Linked DNA regions of Mus musculus: all the other regions are linked to region 7. The links are chromatin contacts, called in public Hi-C, HiCAR-type and promoter capture Hi-C maps. All regions are on one chromosome and are shown on one strand. Each heading gives the region's core, a stretch centred on a gene start, on an enhancer-like site or on the middle of the called end of the contact. The rest is flanking DNA. Distances are from core to core; before and after follow the strand shown.

The links. Promoter capture Hi-C pulls out the DNA fragments that hold promoters and counts their contacts. Hi-C and Micro-C count contacts between places; a contact is called where the count stands out from the background. HiCAR-type assays count read pairs that join an accessible place to other places.
Region 1: a promoter capture Hi-C map of liver shows a contact between it and region 7, with 3 times the contacts expected there. The contact joins the promoter of Rab4a here to the promoter of Cog2 in region 7. A contact is called at or near these places in 6 of 39 promoter capture datasets (the 3T3-L1 cell line, the C10 cell line, embryonic stem cells and 2 more) and 5 of 115 datasets of contacts at active chromatin or transcription factors (astrocytes, hepatocytes, large pre-B cells and 2 more).
Region 2: a HiCAR-type map of astrocytes shows a contact between it and region 7, with 3 times the contacts expected there. The contact joins the promoter of Rhou here to the promoter of Cog2 in region 7. A contact is called at or near these places in 3 of 39 promoter capture datasets (liver and stem cell-derived epiblast-like cells) and 1 of 115 datasets of contacts at active chromatin or transcription factors (astrocytes).
Region 3: a contact with region 7 is called in a Hi-C map of bone marrow-derived macrophages, with 11 read pairs. The contact joins the promoter of 4732419C18Rik here to the promoter of Cog2 in region 7. A contact is called at or near these places in 1 of 39 promoter capture datasets (liver) and 1 of 484 Hi-C or Micro-C datasets (bone marrow-derived macrophages).
Region 4: a contact with region 7 is called in a promoter capture Hi-C map of pre-B cells, with 3 times the contacts expected there. The contact joins the enhancer-like site here to the promoter of Cog2 in region 7. A contact is called at or near these places in 5 of 39 promoter capture datasets (the 3T3-L1 cell line, the C10 cell line, liver and 1 more), 1 of 484 Hi-C or Micro-C datasets (the G1E-ER4 cell line) and 2 of 115 datasets of contacts at active chromatin or transcription factors (astrocytes and large pre-B cells).
Region 5: a promoter capture Hi-C map of liver shows a contact between it and region 7, with 6 times the contacts expected there. The contact joins the promoter of Nup133 here to the promoter of Cog2 in region 7. A contact is called at or near these places in 10 of 39 promoter capture datasets (the 3T3-L1 cell line, 3T3-L1-derived adipocytes, cranial neural crest and 5 more), 9 of 484 Hi-C or Micro-C datasets (CD4 T cells, CD8 T cells, LSK cells and 6 more), 4 of 115 datasets of contacts at active chromatin or transcription factors (astrocytes, embryonic forebrain, neural tube and 1 more) and 2 of 9 other capture datasets (adipose tissue and liver).
Region 6: a promoter capture Hi-C map of stem cell-derived epiblast-like cells shows a contact between it and region 7, with 3 times the contacts expected there. The contact joins the promoter of Acta1 here to the promoter of Cog2 in region 7. A contact is called at or near these places in 12 of 39 promoter capture datasets (the 3T3-L1 cell line, 3T3-L1-derived adipocytes, the HPC-7 cell line and 8 more).

Annotation. Positions count from the first base shown.
Region 1 is chr8:123,803,512-123,807,330 of GRCm38.p6, reverse strand. It overlaps Rab4a (RAB4A, member RAS oncogene family), which reads right to left and starts at 1,335. Exons shown (of 8, transcript NM_009003.3): 1 at 1,165-1,335. The coding sequence starts at 1,195.
Region 2 is chr8:123,652,451-123,655,936 of GRCm38.p6, reverse strand. It overlaps Rhou (ras homolog family member U), which reads right to left and starts at 2,008. Exons shown (of 3, transcript NM_133955.4): 1 at 1,721-2,008; 2 at 387-445. The coding sequence starts at 1,991. It overlaps Gm35874 (a long non-coding RNA gene), which reads left to right and starts at 3,201. Exons shown (of 3, transcript XR_388157.3): 1 at 3,201-3,460.
Region 3 is chr8:123,752,158-123,755,544 of GRCm38.p6, reverse strand. 4732419C18Rik (RIKEN cDNA 4732419C18 gene) reads left to right here and starts at 1,317. Exons shown (of 3, transcript NR_166622.1): 1 at 1,317-1,487.
Region 4 is chr8:123,918,380-123,921,908 of GRCm38.p6, reverse strand. It overlaps Nup133 (nucleoporin 133), which reads left to right. Exons shown (of 26, transcript NM_172288.2): 14 at 967-1,061; 15 at 2,913-3,137. Among named protein-coding and RNA genes, the nearest start is that of Gm29773, 25 kb to the right of the region's middle. Within about 2 kb of position 1,833, at least 1 of the 459 cell types and tissues checked has an H3K27ac peak or open chromatin away from gene starts, as enhancers often do. A contact at or near this core is called in pre-B cells, where this site is marked.
Region 5 is chr8:123,947,828-123,951,703 of GRCm38.p6, reverse strand. Nup133 (nucleoporin 133) reads left to right here and starts at 2,439. Exons shown (of 26, transcript NM_172288.2): 1 at 2,439-2,706. The coding sequence starts at 2,528.
Region 6 is chr8:123,892,805-123,896,215 of GRCm38.p6, reverse strand. Acta1 (actin, alpha 1, skeletal muscle) reads left to right here and starts at 1,441. Exons shown (of 7, transcript NM_009606.3): 1 at 1,441-1,524; 2 at 2,507-2,647; 3 at 2,746-3,070; 4 at 3,222-3,383. The coding sequence starts at 2,519. It overlaps Gm29773 (a long non-coding RNA gene), which reads right to left and starts at 1,440. Exons shown (of 3, transcript XR_879336.3): 1 at 1-1,440.
Region 7 is chr8:124,518,331-124,522,055 of GRCm38.p6, reverse strand. Cog2 (component of oligomeric golgi complex 2) reads right to left here and starts at 1,289. Exons shown (of 18, transcript NM_029746.3): 1 at 1,105-1,289. The coding sequence starts at 1,176.

The DNA of each region.
Region 1 (3,819 bases), core at 86-2,585, 710 kb after region 7:
CGCAAACTCTTGGGGAAGTTTCCATGGCACTCGTACACCGAGTAGAGCCTTCCAGGCCAGACCCTGGCCCCACCCTGTGGCAGGAAGGAAGCAGGGGCACAAACTGCAGATAACCTGACAGATCGTCATGCTTTTCCGTGCGAGTCCCTCCTTCGGACGACGAGCACAGACCACGTCAAAGTTTCAAGTCTCGTGAGGGACTGGCAGGCACAGGCCAACCATACATAGTAGTGGTTGTTTATTCTTGCCTCGACTGGGGGAGGGGGAGCACCCAGCACGTGCATTGAGAATGGCTGGGTGCTGCAGGAGAAAAAAAGATGAAAAAATCATGTCTCCATATCCAAGGCCTGTGGTCATCAGAGGACCATATATTTGTATTTATAAAGGTAATATAATGCAACCATATCTGGAGGGGAGGACGGGAGGAGAGAGGGAGGGAGGGAAAATACACGAGGCCAGGGGTCTACAGAAAAGAGACAGCATTCATCCACTTAAAACTCATTATAATCTCAATGCAAAGAAAGGAATTCCAACACCCCCACCCCACCCTCCCGAGGCCCACAACCCTGCCCCTAGAGACACAAAACGCAGGCGTGGCCCTGAGCCTTCATCCCTGCGGTTGGTGCTGCAGGGAGGAGGACAAGAATCGACGACAAATTGGCTCCTGCAACCCTGAGAGATTTAAACAATCCAAGGAGGAAAATGTAGAGTGAAACCAGGGTCAAAGCGGGAGGGAACTTGGTAGAATCACAGCAGGGGGCACCTGCTGGCCAGAGAGTCCAGACCAGCGCCTGATACCCCTAGAGCCTCAAGATTCCAGCCTAGCCTGAAACACCCAGACATTCTCAAGTTCCAGCTCGACCTTGACACCCCAAGAATATCAGGATCCCTCCCAGCCGCTGACACTTTAGGATTCTCAGTGTCTCCACCTGGCTCCTAACACCCAGATTCTCAGGATCCCAGCTGCTGACATTACTAGGATCCCAAGCCAACCCTAAACCACCCAAGACTCTAAATATCTCTGCCTGGTTCCTGACACCGCGAGGTTTGCAGGATATCTCGATATTCTAGACACCGGCTCTGGAGACCCTGACCCCGGCCCCCAACATTCCGGGACCCCAAGGCCTGCCCCTCTAAACACGTACGCAAACCCGCGCGTCTTACCGTAAGTCTCGGACATGGCGGTCTGCGCCATTCTGCCGCCACAGCTCCGCGGGGTCCGTCCTCCAGTCTCCGCAGAGCGAGAGGAACCGAGCGTGGAGAGCCGGGAACGGGCCCACGGCGAGCCGGCCACCGGCTGCGGCCCAGCGGGACTCGGCTCCGCGTCTGCGCACCGCCGCCCGGCGAAGGAGCCCGGCGGAGCAGGGGGAGGGGCGGGGTCGCAGGAGGAAGGAGGAGCGGGGCTGGGGAAGGGGAGGAGGGAGGGCAAGAGAAATGGTTGGAGGCTCCTAGTTGGAGGAGGAGGTGAAGGCAAAGGAGGATGAAGGAGGGGACCAGGAAGGAGGGAGGGCGGGACTAGGGAGGGGGCGCCTGCGCCCGTAGATCCTCCCAGATGGCTTAGCAGTACAGACTCAGCCTTTCTTAAGAGTGACCTGCCAGGCTAGGGTGGACAGGAGGCCGCCCGAGGGCTTGTTTTGACAGAAAGGGGGTTCACTAGCAGAAAGCCACGCAGGTGTGTTTGGTCACCAGAACTCTCCTGCTCACCACGTTAGTGGGCAGAGCAGTGCTGCTTGGCTCTTACTGCAGGCTAATTTCGAAGGTGTGTTCGGTTAATGAAGCAATACAGGTCAGAACCTACCCCTTCCTCCGAGGAAAAGGGTTGGGACATTTATTGAAAGGCAAATTGGGGTCGGGAGTTTGACCCACCTGAGCAAACCGGGGCCTAAGTAAGATCCTGCCTTCTTCACAGCAGCAGATGCCTGGGCTGTGGGAAGCCTACCGTGTACCTTTAACCTCCGCTGTCAGGCTCTACCACGGGTCAGACATTCTCTCCTGCCTCCGTGCTGCCTGTCCTAATATTTCATTATTGTGCTTTATGACAGAAAATTAAGGAGATGTGGGAAGGGAAAGAAGCCCCCGCCCCCATCCCGTAATCTTGTTGAAGTCTCTTGCTGGCACAGCATGCAAAGTTTGCTGTTGAGATTGTCTACCATCGTGTCGCTTGCCTATAATCCCAGCATTCAGGAGGCATAGGCAGGGTTGTTTCAAGTTGAAGGCCTATCTGGGCTACACAGCAAGGAGGGAAAACAAAGATGATAGAGACACAACTCAAAAAAATATATAAGTAAATATATTTTAAAATAACAGGAGTGACTGCCTGAATAATTCATTTGATATAGAGATATTTCATATACGAATGTGAAAATAGCCCAGCAGTGGTAGTGCAAGTCTTTGATCCCAGCACTGGGGAGGCAGAGGCAGGTGGACCTCTGTGAGTTCGAGGCTAGCCTGATCTAGCCTGTCTCCAAAAAAAAAAAACAAAAGGAAAAAAAAAAAAGAAAGAATGTTAAAATAGGAAGGAACTGCGCTGAAGGCCTGAGAGTGTGCGACCTTTGAGCTCAGCTTTCTTTCCCAGATGCAAATCTGTAATGTTCTGAGTCACCCACAAACACGATTACATTCAAAGCACATGCATGGTAGCACGGGCCTTTAACTCCAGATCTCAGAAGGCAAGAGACAAGCAGAGCTGAGTTCGAGGCCAGTCTGGACTGCATTCTGAGTTCTAGGCAAGCCAAGATTGCATTGTGAGACCCTGTCTCATACACAAACTAACAAACAAAAAGGAAGAAATATGTCTTAGTCTTTTGTGACTTAATACAGTAAAGAATCTTTTGGTTCTTATGACCTATGATTTTATCTTGGCCTCTGATCCTATCCAGTACACCGCAGGAACAACTCTATGATCTTGTTTTTTTAAAAAAGAAAGAAGGGAGGCATAGAAACTGCCAAGTGCAGAGGTGTGTTTACAATCCCGTCTCTCAAGAAATGGAGGAAGGAGGGCTGAGAGCTGAGACCAGCCAGACTTCGCCACTCCGTGCCTGGCTTGCATTTTTGTCAACTTGAAACAAGCTGGCATCTGAGGAAAGGCCAGCACAATTGAGAATTTGTCCATAAAATTGTCCTGTAGGCAAGCTGCTCGAGCATTTTCTTAATTAGTGACAACTAGTGACCCATTGAACTGTGTGGGACACCGCCACACGCAGGTGGTCTTGGGTTCTATCAGAAATCAGGCTGAAGGAGCCATGGGAAGCCAGTCAGTGAGCCGCATCCCTCCATGGCCTCTGCATCAGCTCCTGCCTCCAGCTTCTGCCTTAACTTTCTGTAATGATGGATGGGCTTTGGTGTGGAAGTGTAATCTGAAATAAAGCTTTCTCCTGAAGCTGCTTTTGGTCCTGGTGTTTTTACCACAGGGATAGAAACCCCAACTAAGACAGAACCTGCTTTAAAAAAAAAAAAAAAAAAAAAAAAAAAAAAAGGAAGAAAAGAAAAGAGCTGGGGAGATGACTCATTTGGTAAAATGCTTGCCACACAAACAATGAGGATCTAAGCAGATTCTCAGATCAGTGCAAGAAGCCGGGTGCTATAGTGTTCTCCTGTAACCCTAACATCATTGTAGTGTGCACCTGTATCCCTAACACTACTATAGTGTGCACCTGTATCCCTAACACTGCTGTAGTGTGCACCTGCAACCCTAACACTGCTGTAGTGTGCACCTGTAACCCCAACACTGCTGTAGTGTGCACCTGTAACTCCAACACTGCTGTAGTGTGCACCTGCAACCCTAACACTGCTGTAGTGTGCACACTGCAACCCTAACAC
Region 2 (3,486 bases), core at 759-3,258, 870 kb after region 7:
GCCTTGAATCAATGGATTATAGGACATGAGGGGCTTCCTCTGAGAAACGCTTACAAACCATTCCTGTGGTTTTTCTTTTGTAGCCTAAGCTAGGCCATGAGAGGTACCCGAAAGTCCTATGAAGATAAGGGGCAGTTCCCGCAGCGATGGCTGCCTCCCCAGCTCCTTCCCAGAACAGGCCGACCCTGTTTCACTGGCCCCGAGGTGTCCTTCTTGGCCTCCTCCCACTGCCCTCAAAGGAGATGAAGCAGGGGTGGGCCTGCTTCGGCGAGTTTCACAATGACCCAGTTACTAAGGGAATCATTTGGAAACTGCAAAGGTTGTTTGGAAACCTTTAAAAGGCTGTTTCCTTTCCCAGTGCCTGAGCTGTGTAACTTGATACCGACCTGTCCTGCAGTGTCACAGAGCTGGAGTCTCACAGGCCGCCCATCTACAGACACCACGGCTTGGGAGAAAGAAAAAAAAAAAAGAGCAAGATGATTATCAGGACATCTTTTACCCTCTCAGCAGATTGGCAGTTCCTGCTCTGGGTTCTCTTAGTGAACTAAGGACTTGGCTACGCCCAGAAACCCATGGAAGTGTACAAATGTTCCAAGGTGGGGGGCTCCCTCCACCACAGAGCATGAAGCAGCAAAGCCCTGACCTCCAGAAGGTGCCCCGGAAGGCTTGTTTTCCTTTCAAGCCTGGAAGATTAATTTTCCTGTCACCCTTGTTTCAAAGAGCCTAGAAACAACACAAGGTGGGAAACCAACTCTGCACTTTTAAATCAGTGGACAACCTCATAGATAATCCTGTTTTCTCTTGGGAAAAAAAAATCTCCCTGCTTCAGGGTTTATCATAAAACTCCAGCAGTTTTGAGAACTTGTGCAAACACAGGCGGCCTATCACCCGTGCGTGTGTGGAAATGGGCACTTCTCTCTGTCAGTTCAAAAAGAGGATTAAGAAAAGCTGGCAGAGAGAAGCCACACAGATTTTCCCCCAGGGTCCAGAGATAGGGTGAGAGCAAGGACCCCCCATCCAGTAAAGACTCGGAGGTTTCAGCTTATATTAGGCAATTTGTCTCCTTCTGATAGCATTTCTGGTTGTTTATAAATGTTTATGCTAGTGAGCGGTGGAGGGGGCACCATGCACTTCTGTTTTATCCATAGGGTCTCTGAAATTAGAGACTGGCCACGGAGACTGGAAGTCGGAGGTAAATTTTTTAGGAGGAAGATTTTTCACACTAGCTTAATGTGATTTTTTTTTTGTAACTTTTTCTTAAATTCCTGAAAGACTTTTTAAAAAATCAAGAGAAATGATTGCTTTACTTTTGTTATCTTTGTGTGATCCACGAACCCACCCACCCTTGAGAACTTGCTGTAACTAAACGCCAAGCTGGAGGGACTGGGCCAACCGTCAGAAACCGAGACAGCGCAGGCGGGGCGCAGGCCAGGCAGGCGCTGGGCTCAGAAGAAAGGAACGTTCTCGCAAGCCCCAGCCCTCCTTGGTGCGCCTGGCCGGCTCACACACGGGAGCAATCCGGGTTGCTCCAGGCGAAGATCCGCTGGAAGTGAGCCGCCCCGGAGGGCGCAGGTGGGAAGGCCACCTGAGCTGCAGCTCGCTCCGGAATCCCGGAGCCAGACCGGTCGGACACCCCGCTGCCACCTCGCCGAGCCGCTGCCCCGAGACCCGCGCCGCCCCGCGCCTCCCAGCCCGAGGCCGCGCCCCGCCCGGCGCTCACCCGAGAAGTTGTCGAAGGCCGTAGGGATGTACTCGGTGGGGTAGCCGTTAGTGGTGTAGCTGACCACCAGGCTGGTCTTGCCCACCGCGCCGTCGCCGACCAGCACGCACTTGACGCCGCGTCCCTCGGCGCCGCCCGCGCGCCCCCGACCCCCGGACACCCCGGGCCCGCGCGCCCCGCGCCCCCCGCGCTCTCGGCGAGGCGGTACCGGCGGCGCCGCCGGCGGCTCGCAGCGGGCGGGCAGCGCCGGCCGGCCTTGCTGCGGGGCCATCGCGGGGCGGCGGCCGCGAGACCAGCTGCCACCGGCGGACAAAGGCGGCGCACGGTCCGCACTCGGCTGGGCGTCTGTGCCCGCGCGGCCGCGATGTGGCCGAGCCTGCTCCGCCAGGCTTCCCTGCGACACCGGCGGGCGGGGAAAGAGGCGGGTCCGGCGGCTCCTTCTTCTATCCGAGACCACAGCGCCCCCGTCTGCGCGCCGCGCTGGTGAACTACGCCGGCGCCTCGAAACGGTGCGGCTGGACTAGCTGGCTCCACCACGCCAACCCACGCGGACCCCGAGCTACCCCTGGCCCCTGCTGTGGGCTTCTCATCCCCCCACCCCCCTTTCCCGGCTCCTTCCCAAGCTTCCTTTCCTCCTCTTGCTCTCCAGTTCCTCCTGCCCTGCCCCCTCCTCCCCATCCTTCTGTTCCCCCTTCCCTCCCGGCTCTTTCTCTTCCCTCTCCTCCTTCTCCCTCCTTAGGTCGCCCCCTATTCTCTTTCTACTCCACAACCTCCTTTCCGCGGTCTCCCTCTCACCATGATCACCCTGCTTCTTCCACTCTTCCTGTTCCTCCAGCTGCCCTTGCTCCTCCACACAAGTGTCTTGGTTTGGAGGGGGAGAGTGCTGTGGGGCCTGCCTGCTTTTGCAGTCCCTCAGGAGAGATTATTGTCTTGATAGCCAGTCCTGATGAGTAGGACTTAAGTTTGATTGCAGACAAATGTATGATTTTTCTGTTAAAAATCATTGATTCTCATTTGGATGCAGGATACCACCCTTTGTTAGCGCTCCCTCTCTTTGGCATGCTGTGACCTTGTGTGTATTCATGGTCCAGCAAATTTCCTTACAGTCTTTAGTTAAGTGCAATTTTGGCTGCCGTAGTATTATCTGAAAAGCTAATTGTCTGTTCATTTTGTGCTGCCCTTTCTCTGCCTGGTCACTAATGCTTCTGATTTGCTTCTGGTGTAAGAAGAGCTGTGTGCTGTTAATATTAATATTATTTTGCTGGTGGTAAAGACAAGAGCTAGGGGCCGAGAGAAAGGGAGAGTGGTTAAGAGCACCGGCTGCTCTTCCAGAGGTCCTGAGTTCAATTCCCAGCAACCACATGGTGACTCACGACCATCTGTAATGGGATCTGGTGCCCTCTTGTGGTGTGTCTTAAGACAGCCAGTGTATTCATATAAATAAAATAAATAAATCTTAAAAAAAAAAAGACAAGAGCTAGTTAAATACTGAGCCTTTGTTATGTCCCAGATGTTGTTGTAACCATTCTGTCAAAACGAATTCCTTTAATATTAGCATTACTTATACCCATTTTACAGCCAGGACAACCTGAAGTACAGAGATGCTAAGTGACAGGTTTGAGTTCCATAAAGGAAATGACAGCGTCCTACCTGGGATCCTATATGCAACCATGCAGTGTGGCAAGTGAGACTTGCAAAGATGATGTGGCCGCAGAGATACAGAAGTGGGCCTGTCAAGAGGTAATTTCTTCAATCCCGAATGGGTG
Region 3 (3,387 bases), core at 68-2,567, 770 kb after region 7:
CCACCATGTGGTTGCCGGGATTTGAACTCAGGACCTTAGGAAGAACAGTCAGTGCTCTTAACCGCTGAGCTATCTCGCCAGCCCAACATGCCAGTTTGGATAAACATACCAAGGGGTTCATTCCAGGGTTCCTGTGGGAAAGGCTCTGAAACTTTGATCCGTGTCTCAGAACAAAAGGAGTCATGCAGAAGGTAAAGAGCTGCAGCAAGATCTATGGCAGAGGGCTGTCTCAAATGCTCATGGCCCTCCTGTGGCTAGACTCCATCGGGGAGCAAAGAGCAACCAGAACCTGTCCTTCAACCTCAGGAGCCACCACCTGCTGCTTCTTACAGTCCTCTTGGAGTGTAGATTATCTTTCTCAGCCCCCTCAGCCCACAAAGAACAGACCTACAGTAGGGGAGCACCTGACCTCTGAGTCACACACAGACTTAGAAAGACTCGGCTGGTTTCCCTGCCCCACTTTGTCTTTGGGGCTGGTGGAGGAGACCTGGGCCCCGGTCATGGTGATTCATTTTGAGCTCCTTACCGGGCAGAGTGGCTCTCACAGTGACACAGGCTACAGGGTTGGCTTGGGATGGGCTGCAGTAGAAGGCCCTGCAGCATCTCTTCCTCGTCCCGTGGTGACTTACTCTACTAAAATCTTCTCTGAGGGCAGGGCCCGACCTAATTGTAAGTTGTCATGGAAGCATGTCAAGAGGAAGAGGAACAATGATCTGGTCCAGGCAGATGTGATGCTGAGGGAGTCACTGACATCACAGCCAAGGACCCCAGAGGGCTGAAAGCCTCGGGCACACTCAGCTGTGTCTCACTCCGTGGGAAACATTCCGCCCAGAGAAGAGGGTGTGGCCTCAGGTCCCCAGAAGCCCTTACCTGTCTGTCAACAGCGTCTCATCATCATATCCTCTGTGGGGTGTTTCTCATTCATTCATTCATTCATTCATTCATTCATTCATTCATTCTTCAGCAAATGATTGCTGAGAGCCTACCGTGTGGTGGCTGTTTTGCTCCGAGAGTAGACACACCGTCTGTGGTGGATTTGTATTGACGGACACTGTGGTAAACTGAGGCTGCACAGGAAGCCAGGTGAGGAATCCTTTTCGGGAGCTGACGCATACACTGGTCTGCACTTGATACAGATCTACACAAGAGATGGCGCGAGCAAAACGCCTTGGGGAGGTGAGAGTCTCGGTGAGGTTGGAGGACTGACCCGGAAGCTGTGTGTCAAGAGGGTGAAGGGCAGAGGGCGGCTACACAGGCCTGAGCTGCGGCTCGGTCTTTAACCACAGTGTGAAATCACTGGTGGATTAGGAACAGGAGAGAGGCTGATTTGCATATTAAAAAGATTGCCCAGCTGCTGGGTGAAGACTGCCTTTTAAAGGCGCAAAAAATAGAAATAGGAAGACCAGCTAGGGAGGGAGCGGCTCAGCAACGCAGACAGGAAATAATCACTGTTATTATCTGCAGTCCTCCAGAGGAGCTCACAGCAGGTAGGAACGCCGCGTGCTCGTTTGCGGAGTGAATTTTCGGAGTGAAAGGTACAAAAGCCTTTTCTGCCGTTCTGTCTTTGAAACTTCAGAGCAGCGCTGGGATGGATTAGGGTCGTGTTCTTGGGCTAAAATGAGTCTCCAAGGCACTGGTCCTAGGTAAGGTAAGGCTCTGTTGGGAGCTGAGAGCTTGCTTTTACTCTAGGCCTCCTGACCTATCTGGGCTCTGTCCATTCCTGGAACCCCCCTAGGCAAAGTTTCCCAGGCCAGAAGGAAAGAGTGCAGTGACAGAACTAGGTAGTCAAGGCCCAGAGTCCTGCTGACCAGAGCCTAGGTGCTAAGTTCTCCTGGTGCTATGCCTGTGTATGGAGAACACAGTATGATGTGGTCTGGCTTCCAAGAGCCTAAAATCTAACCAGAAACAAATGGGAGCCTCAATAAATAATTTAAGAACGTCTTGAAAATTAAAAGGCACACACACAAATAACTCTAGGAGGAAGCCAGGGTTTTTCCTCGGGACAAATGGGCCTGAATACTATTTTGAAGGCTGTGTTTTCACTTGGACCTTGATGGTCCCTGGGGCAGTTGCTGGCCTGCTAACAAGGTCACCCATATCATTTGATCCACGCTATACTGAAGCAGTCCTTACCCGCTGCCCGGCAAAGTCCTTCCATACTTAGTGTCTAATACAATGGCTGCTTTGTTGACCCCATGAGTTCTGTGCCTCAGGAATTTGGAAGGTCGGGAGTGGGGATGGCTGGGCTCTGACTCAGCATCAGCATGTGAAGCCTCAGTTTTGAATGCCACTGGCTAGGTGCCAGGACCCGAGACCCTCTGACAACTACATGCCAGGCGATCAGGCTGGGGAGATGCCAAGGCTGAGCTGAACCAGCTGCTCTTCAGTGTGTTTCTGTGGGGTCTCTCCATGGCCTGGGGTCGCCTCACAGCATCGGAGCTCCAGGAAGTTTTGCCTCAACCACATGAATCAGAGCTACTGAGACAGCAGAAGCCACTTGGCTTTTAGGTCCCACCTGAAGGCATCTCTACCTGTCGCTGCTGCAGCACAGCATAGCACAGTACACACTGGTGTGTGTGCACCCACATCAGGTGGCTTCCAGGGCCCTGCCACACACTGGAAGGAACGTCAGTGTTCACAGTCTAGTGAAAACCATGGGAAGGTTTAATGAAACCAGGAAATAAAACCTATGTTGGATGAGATGGCTCAGCGGTTAAGAGCACTGACTGCTCTTCCGAAGGTCCTGAGTTCGAATCCCAGCAACCACATGGTGGCTCACAATCATCCGTAATGAGATCTGACGCCCTCTTCTGGTGTGTCTGAAGACAGCTACAGTGTACTTGCATATAATAAATAAATAAATCTTAAAAAAAAAAAAGAAAAAAGAAAAAAGGCTCGTGTTGGATAGTTTATAGCTCTAAACCAGGGCCAGCAGCAATGTCTTTTGACAAGAAATGAATTTGAGCACAGAATTGTGCTGTGACATAATCAATAAAATGTTAATTGTTTAGCCCAGGGACCAGAGCACAGAAGTATTTGCTATTACTTGGAGGGGACAATGTGAGCAAGGCTGTTGTGAAGACAAAGGATGACAGCAGTCGAGATGCCTGACCAAAGAGCATCTGCGCAGATGTTTTCCGGAAGGTTCATCTTGGTCAGGTTTCAAAGGAGGAAAGGAAAATATTTACTTTGCATGATACTGCTTTTAAATGGATCTCTTCTTATCAAGGCAAGCCCATCAAGCCTTATGTTCGGAAGTACTTAGTGAGAACTAATAGTCACTATGTGCTTGAGATAAAAATAGAAAGAGGGCGGGGAGGGAGAGAGAGAGAGAAAAGGAGGGAGTGGGGGAAGAGAGAGAGAACTCTGGAGGAAGTGCCCATGGGA
Region 4 (3,529 bases), core at 584-3,083, 600 kb after region 7:
GGCTCTTGTGCCAGTGAAAGAGCGGACCTTCCAGTGAGAGCAAGACCGAGCTGGCAAAGAGCAAAAGCATGCCTTTATTATGATGGAGGAATTAAAACGGAGCTGAGAGGAGTGTTGGTTTTCGTTACTTGGCTGCCATGACAGGGTATGGCCCAGATTTAGAATGGGTCTTCTGACCTCAAATGGTCCAGATTTAAGATGGATCTTCCTACCAATCTCAAGTGATCCAGTTAAATAAAAATACCTCACAGGTGTGCCCAGGGGCTTGAGTTTCTAGTTAATTCACGTGTACTGGAGTGGACAGCCAAGAATGACAGCCTTCACAGAGGAGTTGGTAAGCATTTGGTTCTCACTTGCTCCAAAGTAAATAGTTTCGGCACACTCTAAGCATTGGCTGGTAGGATCTCCCAGGTGTTGGAGAAATTCTTGGTATTCAGAAGTGAACACCTCCCCTCCCCCGCTGTCCCAGGTGACAACCCACTTAGGCTGCTCTGCATTCCTAGTTACCAGAAAGTGTGTCAGATGCAAATCTCTCTCCACACCAAGGTCTGCTTCCGAGATGTCTGCTGAGCCTTGCACGGGACTTGGGACGTTTCCTTGCTGCTTTCTTGGAGCCAAGTCGTACAGTGACTAACCCAGGGCACAGTGTCAAGAATACTAGGTTTTTCTCTGAATTTAAAAGCTCTTTTGACACAGAGTCTCACTTTGTAGTCTAAGATGTCCCAGAACTCACTATAGCCTGGTCTAGCCTTGTTATCTCCTGCTCCCACTTTACCAAGAGGTCAGATGACTGATGTGAGCCACCGTGAATTATGTATCCAGTTGTGCAGCTCTTTGAGTGACATATGTAACTCTTGTTAAGGATTGGTGCTCTGCTCCTTTTAGCTCCTCCCAGCTTGTTTCTTTCTGTCTGCTACTGTTCTGAAAATGGTTTTGTGTCTACATTTTGCTGCTGTGTTCTGACAGAGGCCCCTGGGCTGAGCAACACCTCACTGATCATTTTGCACCAGCTGGAGGACAAGATGAAAGCTCACTGCCTCTTGGTGGACTTCCTTCACCAAGTAAGCCTCAGCACTGGGTTAGGGGGTGGGCTGTCACTCTAGCCCTCTTTCTGGGTATCTTTGAGGGCCTTGGCACACGTGGATGTCAGAGGACAGCTCTCGGGTGTTTCTTTCTCTCTGGTGATCAGATGGTCCCTTTACCCACTGAGCTAGCTCACCGCCCGAGACCAGGGATTTGTAAAAATCAGAATCTCATACAAACGTTTTTGATGCTTTTGTGTAAAAACATGGATTTTTGTACACTGATTCTGTATTGTCAGGAGGACCTTGACTGTGTGCTGAGAGCTGATGACAAGTGTGGACACACCCGCTCATCAGAAGCCACAGGCAGCCAGGGTTTGGGCACACAGTGACTTGGAGGACATAATGGAGGCTCAGCTGCCAACAGCTCTAGTTGTGTGTGCAGACCCAACACTGCTGTCTCTTGTGTTTGCATTCTCTTCTGTGGCTTGTAGGGGTTTTTTGTTTTGTTTTTTGAAAACAAGATCTTGCTGTGTAAACCTAGCTGACCTAAAATTCACTATATTGATCAGGCTGGCCTAGAGATCACCTACCTCTGCCTCCCAAGTGGTAGGTTAAAGGAGTGAGCCATCAGGCCCAGCTCATCTCCATAGCTTTGTCTCTGAGCAGGAAGCATTTGCTGTCACAGCCAGGACACACGTACAACCCAGCTCAGTACTTCTGTATTTGAGGCCTCTCTTTGATTGTGAATGGGGTGGGAAGTGATCTGGCACTGTGGCTGTGGTCCCTGGTGTGTACTGGGATGATCTTAGCACACAGCTGCCGCTTTACTCTGTGCTCCCCAAGCACTCCCTGTGGACGGCTCTCACAGGAGAACTGCGCTTTTAACTTACTTAAAGAGTGGGAAAATGAGTCAAATCATGTAACGGTACTTTTATTTTAAGAATCATCAGCCAGCCATGGTAGAAGCTTTAATTTTCCTACTCAGGGACAAAGGCAGGCAGATCTTTGAGTTCAAAGCCAACCTGGTCTACACAGTGAGTTCTGTCTCAAAATAAAAAGAAAAAAAGAGGAAAAAGAAAAAGCCATGAAATGAGCAAGTAGAATGGAGACGATGGCCACCGCGAAACACCCCGCTGCTGAAGTTGTCTGTCATGTGAGAAGTCAAGGCACAGCCTCACGAGTGGCATGAGCCCTGTGTTTTGGGGGACTTACAGTTTGCTTGAGAGGGGTTATTTTGTTTGTTTTGGAGGTTAGGGTTTCATGTAGCCTGGAATATGTAACCAGAGCCAGCTTTGAACTCCTGATCTGACATTTACTGCCTGAGCCATCTTGCTGCACCCCCACACGCCCCCTTTGTGTTTTTAAGAAGTTGCCTGCCGGGGTGTACAGAGACAGAGGTGAGGGAAGGAGAAATAAGGTCACTTGTTAATGAAGAAATGGTACTTAAGTGTGGAAAGCAGTCCATCATTGTTTCATGAGTTTTGGCTGCTTTCTAGTTCTTGTTATTGTAATATTTGATAAATAAACTAGATCCTGGCAACCAACCAGAAACAGGCACCCATACAGGAGACACTGCCTGCCCTTCATCTAAAGTCGTGGCTCTGGAAATCATTCCATAAGATGGTTGCTCCAAGTTTCCGTATCTCAACGCTCTGTAATCCAGGATAGTAATCCAGGTATAAATCAGAAAAGCCATGTGATCCTCATGCTGTCTAACTAGTGGTTTGAGACGTGTAGCAGCCATGGATAGAATCAGTATCCTGCACGGAGCACTGGGAGCAGTGTCACCCAGAGGTGGCCTATAGTGGGGAAGCTCCTTGGAGAATGTGGCCACATTCTCTGAGTGCCTTCTGAGAACAAGTGCTTGTTGTATTTTGTTTTTGTGAGGTCGGCTTGTTTAGACGTTTGAGCTCCTATCCAATCAGAGGGACACCCATGTCCACCCGACTGCTACTCTGTGAACATGCAGAAAAGCTGTCAGCTGCCATCACACTAAAAAACCACCACTCTCGACTGCCAGACCTGGTGAACTCAGCTATCCTGCTCGCCCTGAACAAGAGGGAGTGTGAGGTTCCCAACAGCCTGACTCCTGCCGATGTCTTCTTTCGAGAGGTCAGCTGCGCCCTAGTTCTTGTCTTCCTGTGTCTTGTGTCATCTTCCTGTGTCTTCTCTGAGCTGTGCCATGTGTGGACATCCCTGCTGGGGCAGGGTGTTAAAAGACCTCATTGACATGTTCGCTCGGGCTCCCTGCCTATGGATGCTGTTAGTTGTGTCCTCTTCACTGTGTGCCTTCCAAAAGGGAGAGACAGTTGACTGAGAAGGGGGCTCCCTCATGACTAGCACAGGAAGCTGTCCTTGCTCAGTAGGCTCTTGGGCCTCTAGCTTGCTCTGGGGTAAAGAGTTGAGGCACTGTGCACATAGCAGGTTGGAGCAGCTACTCTTTTGTGTGTGTGTGTGTGTGTGTGTGTGTGTGTGTGTGTGTGTTTACACATGTGTGGGTTTTT
Region 5 (3,876 bases), core at 1,190-3,689, 570 kb after region 7:
GGGGGCTGCTTTGTCTCAAGCACTCTGCACACATTACATCTGGTGCTCTGGTAAATCCCACGATGTAGACAAACACTTAGGTCACATGTACCCAGTGAGGCAACTTTGTCACTTGTCTTAGCCTCTCTTTGCTGTAATAGCATGGCAAAGGCAACTTCAGGGAGAAAGTTCCTTACTGTTCCCAAGAGATTCAGTCCCTCCTGGCTGGGAGGACACTGCGCAGGGTCAGGGGACAACTGAGTGGGCCTCCTCATCTTTCAGTGTTTGACGCTAGATTCTCTGCCATCAGGCTAGCTGGCCCTAGAACTCTAGGGTAGTTTTATTTCTGCATGCTACATGCTTGGCTTTTATTTTGGTGGGTTTTTATTTTAAATGTGTCAGGTGCTTTGTCTGCATGTCTGCCTGCAGACCAGAAGAAGGCATCAGATTGTGAGCTTCTATGTGCGTTCTGGGAATTGAACTTGGGACCTCTGGAAGAACAGCCAGTGCTCTTAATTGCTGAGGCATCTCTTCAACCCCTTATTTTGGGTTTTTTTTAAAAAACATTTATTATGTGTCTGTGAGTATATGCCATACCTGTGCAAGCCAGACAGTTATGCACACCTCCAATCCCAGTGATCAGGAGGCAGAGGTAGGTGGATCTCTGGAGGCAGGGTTTTTCTCTGTGTAGCCCTGGCTGTTCTGGAACTCACTTTGTAGACTAGGCTGGCCTCAAAGTCAGAGGTCCACCTGCCTCATAATGAGCAATTCTAGACAATCTGAAGCAGCCCTACATCCCACACCCGGGATTAAAGTGAAGACATATTCTTATAACATTTCTGTGTTTAAAGAAACCAAAATTCAGCCGGGCGAGGTGGCGCACGCCTTTAATCCCAGCACTCGGGAGGCAGAGGCAGGCGGATTTCTGAGTTTGAGGCCAGCCTGGTCTACAAAGTGAGTTCCAGGACAGCCAGGGCTACACAGAGAAACCCTGTCTCGGAAAACCAAACCAAACCAAAACAAAAAAGAAACCGAAATTCTCCTACACTGCACTTTGCAAGAATTAAAGGCTCCATTACGCATGCGCACGTTTCTCCTGGACTGTGGACTGGAAAGCTGCTTTCTCTCATCCTTAGGGCAGAGATGACTCCTCCCTTCCATGTTCTCTCTCCCCCTACCCCCTCCCACTGTATTTACTTCTGATATGCCTAACAACCTTGTGTCCATAATGGTCTCTCAGGTAATTGGGTTTGTTTGTTGGCATTTGAGACAGTGTCTCATGTAGCCCAGGGTGGCTTTGAACAACTTCTGGTCCTACAGAGATTATAGGTGTGTGCAGCCACACCTGGCTCAAGTAGCTACTTCTAAATGCTTTTCTTTTTTTTTCCGAGTTCAATTCCCAGCACCCATGCTAGGTGGCGCACAACCCCCCTGTAACTAACTTCAGAGTCCAATGCCCTCCTTCTGGCTTTCTGAGCTCTTAAAAGATCAAAACTGCCCCAAGGAACTCGATGCCTCTATCAGCAGGAAGTAGTCTACGGATATCGAAGCCCCCTTTTCCTCTAGCCTTCTTTCTCCTACCTAGTGTTGGGGGGTTGAGAGGGAGACAAGTGGTAGAAATAGGAACCCATAAAGTGGTCAAAAGTCTGGCTACAATGTTGTCTAAGTGGGACACAATGAAAAAACCGAAAAGGAAAGGCCACCCGAAGTAACAAGGGACCTCACAAGTTCAGCAAGGGTCCCTGGGCAGTTATCAGCCCTGAATATTTACAAACTCTAGTACAGCCTCGGGCTAATCTCAGTTCACTGTTTAGTAATGTGGGGAGCAGAATGGAAAAGACACCCCCATACACACACTACGGTCTTCCGAAACAGCCGCAGAGGACTAACAGAACTGTGTGCACGCCTGCTATCGGCTTCTACTAGGGTCTGGAACTTCAGGGGCAGCGATGAGAGTGAACATGCCCGGGGACTGGGGGCACTGTCATTTCCGAATCTCCGGCAGTAGGACAGACCCATCAAAATGCAAGCTGTGCCTGGAAAGCAAAAAGCTGCAACCCGCTGCAGAGCCCAGACAATCGAACGAAGAACAAGCCTGAACCGATCTGAATTAGGTTGGGAAAAACTGTGAGCACACCACCGCCGCCCAGAGCGCGACTTCCTCAGCTCCGCCCACGGGCGCCTCCTTCCCCAGCCCACGCTCGCCGCGGAGGGTCAGCTCCAGCCGGAGACCGGCGCTTCTGGCAAGCTCTCGGTCCGGAGCACTGGATCCACCGCGGTGAATCGGGTCGCAGGACTCCAAATCGCCTGCCCCGCCCCTCCCCGGTACTGGATGTGACGTCAACAAAGCGCTCCCAGTTCCGACCTTGCCCCGAGTCTCGGCGCCGATCTTTGACGTCATTGCCATGCGCCTTCCCCTCCCTACTCGCTGAGCGCCCCCTTACGTCATCTCTAGGCGCCTTCCCGCCCCTCAGGTGTTCAAGCTCCGGGCGCGCGAGGTTCTCGCTATTAGCCCGCGAGTGCCGCTTCCTCCACGCTCTCTGCAAACATGTTTCCGAGCGTCTCCTCTCCGCGAACCCCAGGGCCGGGGACCCGACGCGGTCCGCTAGTCGGGATCGGGCCCACGTCCACGCCTAGAGCGAGCAGGAGGGGTCTGTCTCTGGGATCTGCGGTTAACTCGCCCGTGCTGTTCTCGCCCGCAGGCCGGCGCAGCTCGGTGAGCTCACGGTAAGTGGGGGTTCGGGGACCAGCGGGGTCCGCTCCACAGCGGGGAGGTGGAGCCTGGCAGTGGGGTAAGCTGCCGCAGAGTTCGAAAGTACTTCTGGTCATTCTCGCGTTTTATTGTCGCTGCTTAATGGTGGCCCTCGTTTTGCCCGTTCTCTGTTTAACTCTTTATTGGACCCATGGATTCACTCTGTCTCCGCGCTACAGAAAAGAATGAAAGAACCTTTTGAGCACTACGCTTGCAAGGTAGGAACATACTTCAGATTATTGTAAAGATTAAAAAGTCATTTCTTTATTATGTTGACACAGGTCAGTGTCGGGCTGCTGTTTGTTTAAAGTTGTGGTTTGACTCTGTGGCGTTTGACACGAGTAACATTTGGTCTGGTGTAGTCTTTTTGTGATATAGTGTAGGAATGCAGCCTGGAACTCAGTCCTGTCCACTTTGGGACAGCCCATGCTACGTACCCTAGGCTGACTTTGCTCAATCCACTTTTAAGATTCTTCTATTTCAAGCATGCAGTAGCTTGTCTGGCTACCATCATTTTGTTTAACACTTCCAGCTTTAAGTCAGGATCTCAGCATCTCAGGATTCAGTACACCTATCTGAGTCATGGTAAGAGCCTACAAACCTGGCAAAAATGTTTTCTCAGTGCCTAGCAAATGCTTATTACTACATACTGATTGGCAGTTAAAGGACTTGGGCCACAAAATGTGATGGTTGTGACTAGGTTACATAAAAGCACTTTGTGTGTGTGTGTGTGTGTGTGTGTGTGTGTGAGAGAGAGAGAGAGAGAGCGTGCTTCACTAAAGATGCTGGTGTGCTGCCAAGTCCACATGTATAGTAGAATTGTTACCCTCCTCAATGTAATTAACACGAAAATTCAGAATTGGGTTACCTTTTTCTAGAAGAATTTCTTCTGTTCATCTTTCAAAAGTGAATTTCTGGGATGGAAAGATGGCTCTGGGGATAAGAGCACTTGCTTTTCGATATCTATCTATCTATCATACAATCATATATATATATATACACATATATACACACACACACATATATGTATATATGATGGGTTAAAAAGATAGTAAGATGCATATATGTTCTGATACATCATTTTTGCTCAAAACAAACAAAAAAACCAGTAAATTAATCTCAAAAGTACCTGACAACTATTGCCT
Region 6 (3,411 bases), core at 192-2,691, 630 kb after region 7:
GCTCTCAGAGGCTCTGCACCTGTCCCAGCTGCTAAGTTCCACTCCAAATGGGAACAGCTATTTTGGGAGCGCTTAAGCCATCAGAAAAGTGAATGGCTCCATGGTGGCTTGGCTCTGATGCACACCCCTCAAAGCATGTCGCCTGTTTGGTCACAGAACACTTTTCCTTTGGGCTTTCTTATCCCTCTCCCTGCCCAAATTGAGACAGGCGCCAAGAGATGACCTCTACTCACCCCCATCCCAGCTTCCATAAGTTGCTCCTTCTAGAAACCCAAAAGCAGATTCCCATCTATCAGCGGTATAAATAGAACCCACACAAGCCTGGCAGGTGGTGGCCCCAAGGTGCATGGGAAGCAGCCGGGCTGACGGGCATCATCCTCTAAATATAAAGATGAGTCTGCCTGGGAGGGGCCGCTCCTGGGCACCAGTGTAAGGTCTTAGTGCTCCTTAGAAGGTATATCTTCATCAGCACCTCTCTCTGCCTCAGCCCCCTCTAGGTCCCAACAGTTCCAGGTATGATCCTTCTTTCAGACCCAGGGGAGGGAAGCTTAGTGCCACCAAAGAAGGGGTAGCATTTGCTCAGCCTAGCCAACTCGATGACGGTCAATCCCGAGTTTGGGATTTACACACACACACACACACACACACACACACACACACACACACACACTGACCCTTCCATTCCTTTCAAGAGTACACTGCAGAATGCAGGGACAGCTCTAATGCCCTGGCCTCCCATTCTGTGTGCCAGGGCCACATAGTCCCCATGCCTCCTCTCACTACCTCCTCCCCCTCTTCCACCAGTTGTCTGCCCAGTGACAGCTGCATATCCTACACTGACTGACAGCCTTGTGGGGGTGAATGGGGGTGATGTGTGTCAGATCTCTGGATTGGGGGAGCTTCAAAGTGGGAAAGAAAATGGAGTTCAAATGTGGGGCTTATTTTCCATCCCTACCTGGAGCCCATGACTCCTCCCGGCTCACCTGACCACAGGGCTACCTCCCCTGAGCTTAAGCATCAAGGCTTAGTAGTCTGAGTTAAGAACCCATAAATGGGGTGCATTGTGGCAGGTCAGCAATCGTGTGTCCAGGTGGGCAGAACTGGGGAGACCTTTCAAACAGGTAAATCTTGGGAAGTACAGACCAGCAGTCTGCAAAGCAGTGACCTTTGGCCCAGCACAGCCCTTCCGTGAGCCTTGGAGCCAGTTGGGAGGGGCAGACAGCTGGGGATACTCTCCATATACGGCCTGGTCCGGTCCTAGCTACCTGGGCCAGGGCCAGTCCTCTCCTTCTTTGGTCAGTGCAGGAGACCCGGGCGGGGACCCAGGCTGAGAACCAGCCGAAGGAAGGGACTCTAGTGCCCGACACCCAAATATGGCTTGGGAAGGGCAGCAACATTCCTTCGGGGCGGTGTGGGGAGAGCTCCCGGGACTATATAAAAACCTGTGCAAGGGGACAGGCGGTCACACGGACGTGAAGCCTCACTTCCTACCCTCGGCACCCAGGGCCAGAGTCAGAGCAGCAGGTAGGGTGGAGGTGGGGAGGGTGACCTGGAGACCCAGCAAAGAAAGCTATTGAGCCTTGGGCTTGTATTTAGCACTGAGTTCTGGAAATTTCTCCAAACTCACATCCAGCCCATTTGGGCTGCTGACTGGGCATTTAGGATATGCCTGGGGGTCTGACATCTATCCATTACCACCCGCAGACTCCTCCCTCCCCTCTTACTGGGGACTAAATCCAAGTCCTGCAAGTGAACAAGCCGGTGCTCTCCTACTGAGCCACACGCCAGCCTCTGGTTGGTTGAGATTTCTTTCCGGCTTTTCATTCCCCTTTCCCCTCTTTCTCTGCTGGGATCAAATCTGGGCTCTTGTGATGCAAGAGGTTGGCTGGATCTCCCACTGAGCTACACCCCAGCTCCTGGGAGACTGATTTGAAGATGAGCTTGGAGAGAGTCAAGCCTGGCCTTAGCCTTGGGGCGACTCCCTTTGAGATCAAGGCTTTTCTAAAGGGCAGCAACCCTGGCTACTCTTCTCTGAAATGGGAGACAGGTGGAAGGGTTTCTTCTGAGTTTGGGATGCTGTGAGTGTTCAACAGCTTTTCCATAGTTGTGACAATATCGCCCTTCCCCGGGCAGAATCCTCGACCCTCTCACAGGACAGGCAGGTGGTGGGCAGCGTGCCTTAATACCTCCTTCACAGATGAGATTGTGAGCAGAGAGGATAGGACTAGTGCTAGCTGTGGTGTGTGTGGTGGCCTACAATGAATGTAGAGGGTCTCAGGATATCCCCTGCATGCCTAGTTGGAGGACTTAGTGTGATCCACAGACAGCTCCCCCATAGCGAAAGCACAGCCTTAAGCTGGAAGAGCATCCTCTGACCCCCGTGCAAGGAAGGGGAAGGGGGAAAGGAGTTTTTGGATCTCCAAAGTGAAGATGGGTTAAGCGGAGCCTCACCCTAACCCCCCCCCCCCATCACATATACACAGCACTCAACACCTTGTCTTTGCAGAAACTAGACACCATGTGCGACGAAGACGAGACCACCGCTCTTGTGTGTGACAACGGCTCTGGCCTGGTGAAAGCTGGCTTTGCCGGGGATGATGCCCCCAGGGCTGTGTTCCCATCCATCGTGGGCCGACCCCGTCACCAGGTCAGGCTGCTGGCAGGGAAAGATAGGCTCTCTGAATCCAGCCAATGTTCTCCTCACCCCTGGCTGTAGTAACAAGTGTCTGATGTCTCTATCTGCAGGGTGTCATGGTAGGTATGGGTCAGAAGGACTCCTACGTGGGTGATGAGGCCCAGAGCAAGCGAGGTATCCTGACCCTGAAGTACCCCATTGAACATGGCATCATCACCAACTGGGACGACATGGAGAAGATCTGGCACCACACCTTCTACAATGAGCTGCGTGTGGCCCCTGAGGAGCACCCGACTCTGCTCACCGAGGCCCCCCTGAACCCCAAAGCTAACCGGGAGAAGATGACTCAAATCATGTTTGAGACCTTCAACGTGCCTGCCATGTATGTGGCTATCCAGGCGGTGCTGTCCCTCTATGCTTCCGGCCGTACCACCGGTAAGCGCTCACACATGGCCCACACATGGCCCACGCTGGCCCTGGTAGGATTGCTCCAACATTCCAGCCCCGCTTTTTAATCCTCTGCAGTATCCCGACCTGCGCCGCCTGCTGGTCCCCTCCACTCACATACTGCCTCTCCCCTGCACAGGCATCGTGTTGGATTCTGGGGACGGTGTCACCCACAACGTGCCCATCTATGAGGGCTATGCCCTGCCACACGCCATCATGCGTCTGGACCTGGCCGGTCGCGACCTCACTGACTACCTGATGAAAATCCTCACTGAGCGTGGCTATTCCTTCGTGACCACAGGTGCGTGCTTCCAATGCCCGCTGAGGGA
Region 7 (3,725 bases), core at 40-2,539:
CGGGCAAGCTTTCTTCCTCCAGACTCTTGTCCCTGTCATGTACCTTTGGCTCTTTTTTTTTAACCCTCTTTCCAAGGTATCCATAAGTCACAGGATGTAACAGGGGCTTTCTGAATCATTATTTCAAGCATCCCATTTGAACCTCATTTATTGGAGATGGCTCAGCAGTTAAGAGTGCTTACTACTTTAACAGAGGACCAGGGTTTGGCTCCCAGCACCCACAGGGCAGCTCACAAGCACCTGTAACTCCAGTTCTAGGGAACCCCACAGTCTTCTGGCCTCTGAGGGCTTCTGCACACACTGTGCACATAAACTCAGGAAGGCAGACACATACACACAAAAAAGCCTTTCACACATGGAAACCTACGTGGGCACAGTACAGAAGTCACATATAAATTAAAATCCAAACACCAAAACCTCAGCGCTTTCTTTGGCCATGTCAACTAAATGCAAATACCAGAACAGAGATAGGCCAATTAAGTCAGAGGGAAAAATTCGATTGTGAAAGGGGAGCAGGGTGCACACATGCAAACACAACACACACACACATACACACACACTCTATACAGTAAGACTTGGACTCGTTTGCTTAGTATTTTATGTGCCAAAGAGACAGAAAGAAATTCCTAACCTCGGAACCAGCTTTGAAATGGTCCCTCAAATCGCAACTATTAAATGGCACAAACTTTTAGCTCACAGTTGCCATTTCTGCCCTTAAGACAGGAGGATCGAGACCCGTCCGGGCTACAACTCAAAACCCTCCCTGTCTCGAGAAAGAAAGCGGGTGTAAATATGTTTGGGGTTGTTTTAAGTGACAACAGCGGAGAGGTACAACTAACAGGCTCAAAGCCTGCGCCGTTCGGAGGCTGTGCCTGCTCGGTGAAATGTTATCAGCCAAGTGTTTTCGGTTTAGATTTGTAAGCAGGGCCGCTGGGTTGCAGCGTGGCGAGGCTGTCAGGTTCCCACTTCTTAATGTCAGAGCGTTTTCAGCCTGGACACCCCTGCCACCTTCCATCCCACGTCCCTGACACCCGCCGGAGCCTCTGGGAACCACCGGGCCTCAGCGTCCGGCCAACTCAGCGGCGATCTGCCGGGTGCCCTCACCTTCATGAACTCGTCCTTATCGAAGCACAGCGTGTCCGGCCCCGTAGGCAGGTTCATCCTGCGTTTCTCCATCACGCCGGCCGCCGCCCCTCAAGGCCAAGACCGCAGGGGACGCGGCAGCCCAGCCCACCCCCAGCGTCCCAGCTCCACTTCCGCTTCCGCCAGTATGGCAGCAGCGAGCGACAGCCAATAGACGAGCGTCGCGGGCGGCTGCGCACTGTTGGTGATAAGAGCGGCGCCCTCGAGCCGGAAGCTCCCAGCCTGGCGCTACTGCCTCCGGGAGTCGAGCGTGGTACTGCAGCCTCACGCATGCACCGAGGCAGCTGGCCTGGGAGAAAAGTCAAGAACCAGGACAGCCTTGTTCTTTTCTCCTGGTGAGGAGAGAAAACGTCACTGCCCTTAAAGATGGTCAGAGGAAAGTGATCCCTTTGTATTTCAGTTTAGACCAAACAGGACACCATCCCTCTAACTGAATGTTGGGGTAAAATTCAGAGACCCTATCGCCTGAGCATGTGCTGGATAGGCTGGACTGCAGCCGATGTCCCTAACATGTTGGTTTGTGTGTAGCAAAGAAGTCTTGCTTTCTTGTTAATATTTTATTCTTATTACCAAATCTTTCACCCTCACAAGTTTAGGCAACGTGAACTCGCCATACGCTGACCATGCTCTAGTAACCCCCAGCCTGTCTCCAGGTCCTCTTTACCCAGGCTACCACCACCATCATAGCTGTCATGGGAAGATATTGTTAGAACACTTCACCAACACCTTATTTAGCGATTCCTCCTGTAAAAGATCAAACAAAGCCCTTCTTGCCAACTCAAAGTATTATCCTCGAACCTAACAAAGCGAACAGTTCTCTGCTGTTATTATTAGTCTGAGAGATGTGGCATTCAGCCTCTCGCTATAATTTCAGAGTGGCAAATTGGAGGTACCAAGGGAGGGACCCGAGGTGCTCGCCAAGAGAGAAACAAAGACTCCTGGGAAACCTGCCTGATTCCTAGAAGCTTGGGGCTAGAACTTGCTGTTCCCTTCTGATATTTTCCTCCATCCTTTATCAAAGAACCTGACTGTGTTCAGCCTAGTGTGCTAACCCTGGAATTGCTGCAAAGATTCAGTGGTGTACTGGCTGGCTTTGCGTGTCAAATTGACACAAGCTAGAGTCATCAGAGAGAAGAGAGTCTCAGCTGAGGAAATGCCTCCATGAGATCCAGCTGTAAGGCATTTTCTCAATTAGTGCTCTGTGAGGGAGGACCCAGCCCACTGTGGGTGGGGCCATCCCTGAGCTGGTGGTCCTGGGTTCATTAAGAAATCAGGCTGAGCAAGCCATGGGAAGCAAGCTAACAAGCAGCACCCTCCATGGTTTCTGTATCAGCTCCTGTTCTAGGTTCCTGCCCTGCTTGAGTTGCTGTCCTGACTTCCTCCAATGATGAACTGTGATCTGAAAGTGTAAGCCAGATAAACCTTTTCCTCCTCAACTTGCTTTTTGATCATTGTGTTTTGTTGAAGCCATAGAAACCCTAACTAAGACATGGTGTTTTGTTGCAGCCATAGTTAGCCTGGTACCCTAACTGAGACAAATTGGTACCGGGAATGGGGTATTGCTGTGACAGACCTGACTTCAGTGATGTTTTGGGGAGGATTGTGGGAGGACTTTGGAACTTTGTGCTAGAAGAATCATTGAATATTAAGAGCTCAGTGGAATGTTCTGTAGACGCTTGGAAGATAAGAATGGTGAAAGCAGGCAGAAGATGGAGGGGTCTGGCTGGTGAAGTTTCAGAAGGAAGTTTAAAGACTATCAGGGCTGTTGGCGACTTTGATTTAAGTCTATGGTTCTGGTTAGCTAGGGCTGAAGAATCAGCTATGATTAATAAGATACCAGAACTACCGAAGTGAAACCTTTCTGACTGGGACTATTGATGCTGGTTATCTGGAGTTAAGAAATCAGTGATGATTAAGAAGAGACCAGTATCCCTGAGGTGAAAGTTTTTGGGAAGCATTTTCTGAGAGCACAGAGAAGCTGTGTTCTAGAGGTGGCCAAGGTCGTACCGTACCTCATGCTGGCAGTTGGATTTGGTAATGTATAGGAGTCACTCAGGTGGTACTGGTTTTAAAGACATGAAGGGGTCATGGAGAGCAGCTGAGGCTTAGCATTGTGAGAGGCCAGGAGAGGCCATTATTGAAGGTGTAGCATCAGTGGCAGTTGAAGTTGAGACTTGGAACCATGAGGTACCAACAGGTTATTGGTCAAAATACAGCCCAGTTATAGCAGAGACCCCAGCATTTTGGAGATGCCAGTACCATGGAAGGACAACCAAGAACAGCAGCAGCAGTGGAGTGGAGCCAGCCAAAACCTACAAGACAGTGTGTGTGTGTGTGTGTGTGTGTGTGTGTGTGTGTGTGTGTTACAGAGGACAGAGCTGGAGGAGCTAACCAAGCCACTTGGGGGAGTCCAGAAAATCGTGATTGGATCCCAGACATGGTACAATTGGAGTTTAATTTTGCTTTGTTTTGATTATGACTGATTTTTTCCCCTTGAAGTAAGAAAGTGTTTTACTGGAGACCACAGTGGAGAGACTTGGAATTTTAGAAGACTTTGAATTTTAAAAGAGATCAGATATTTT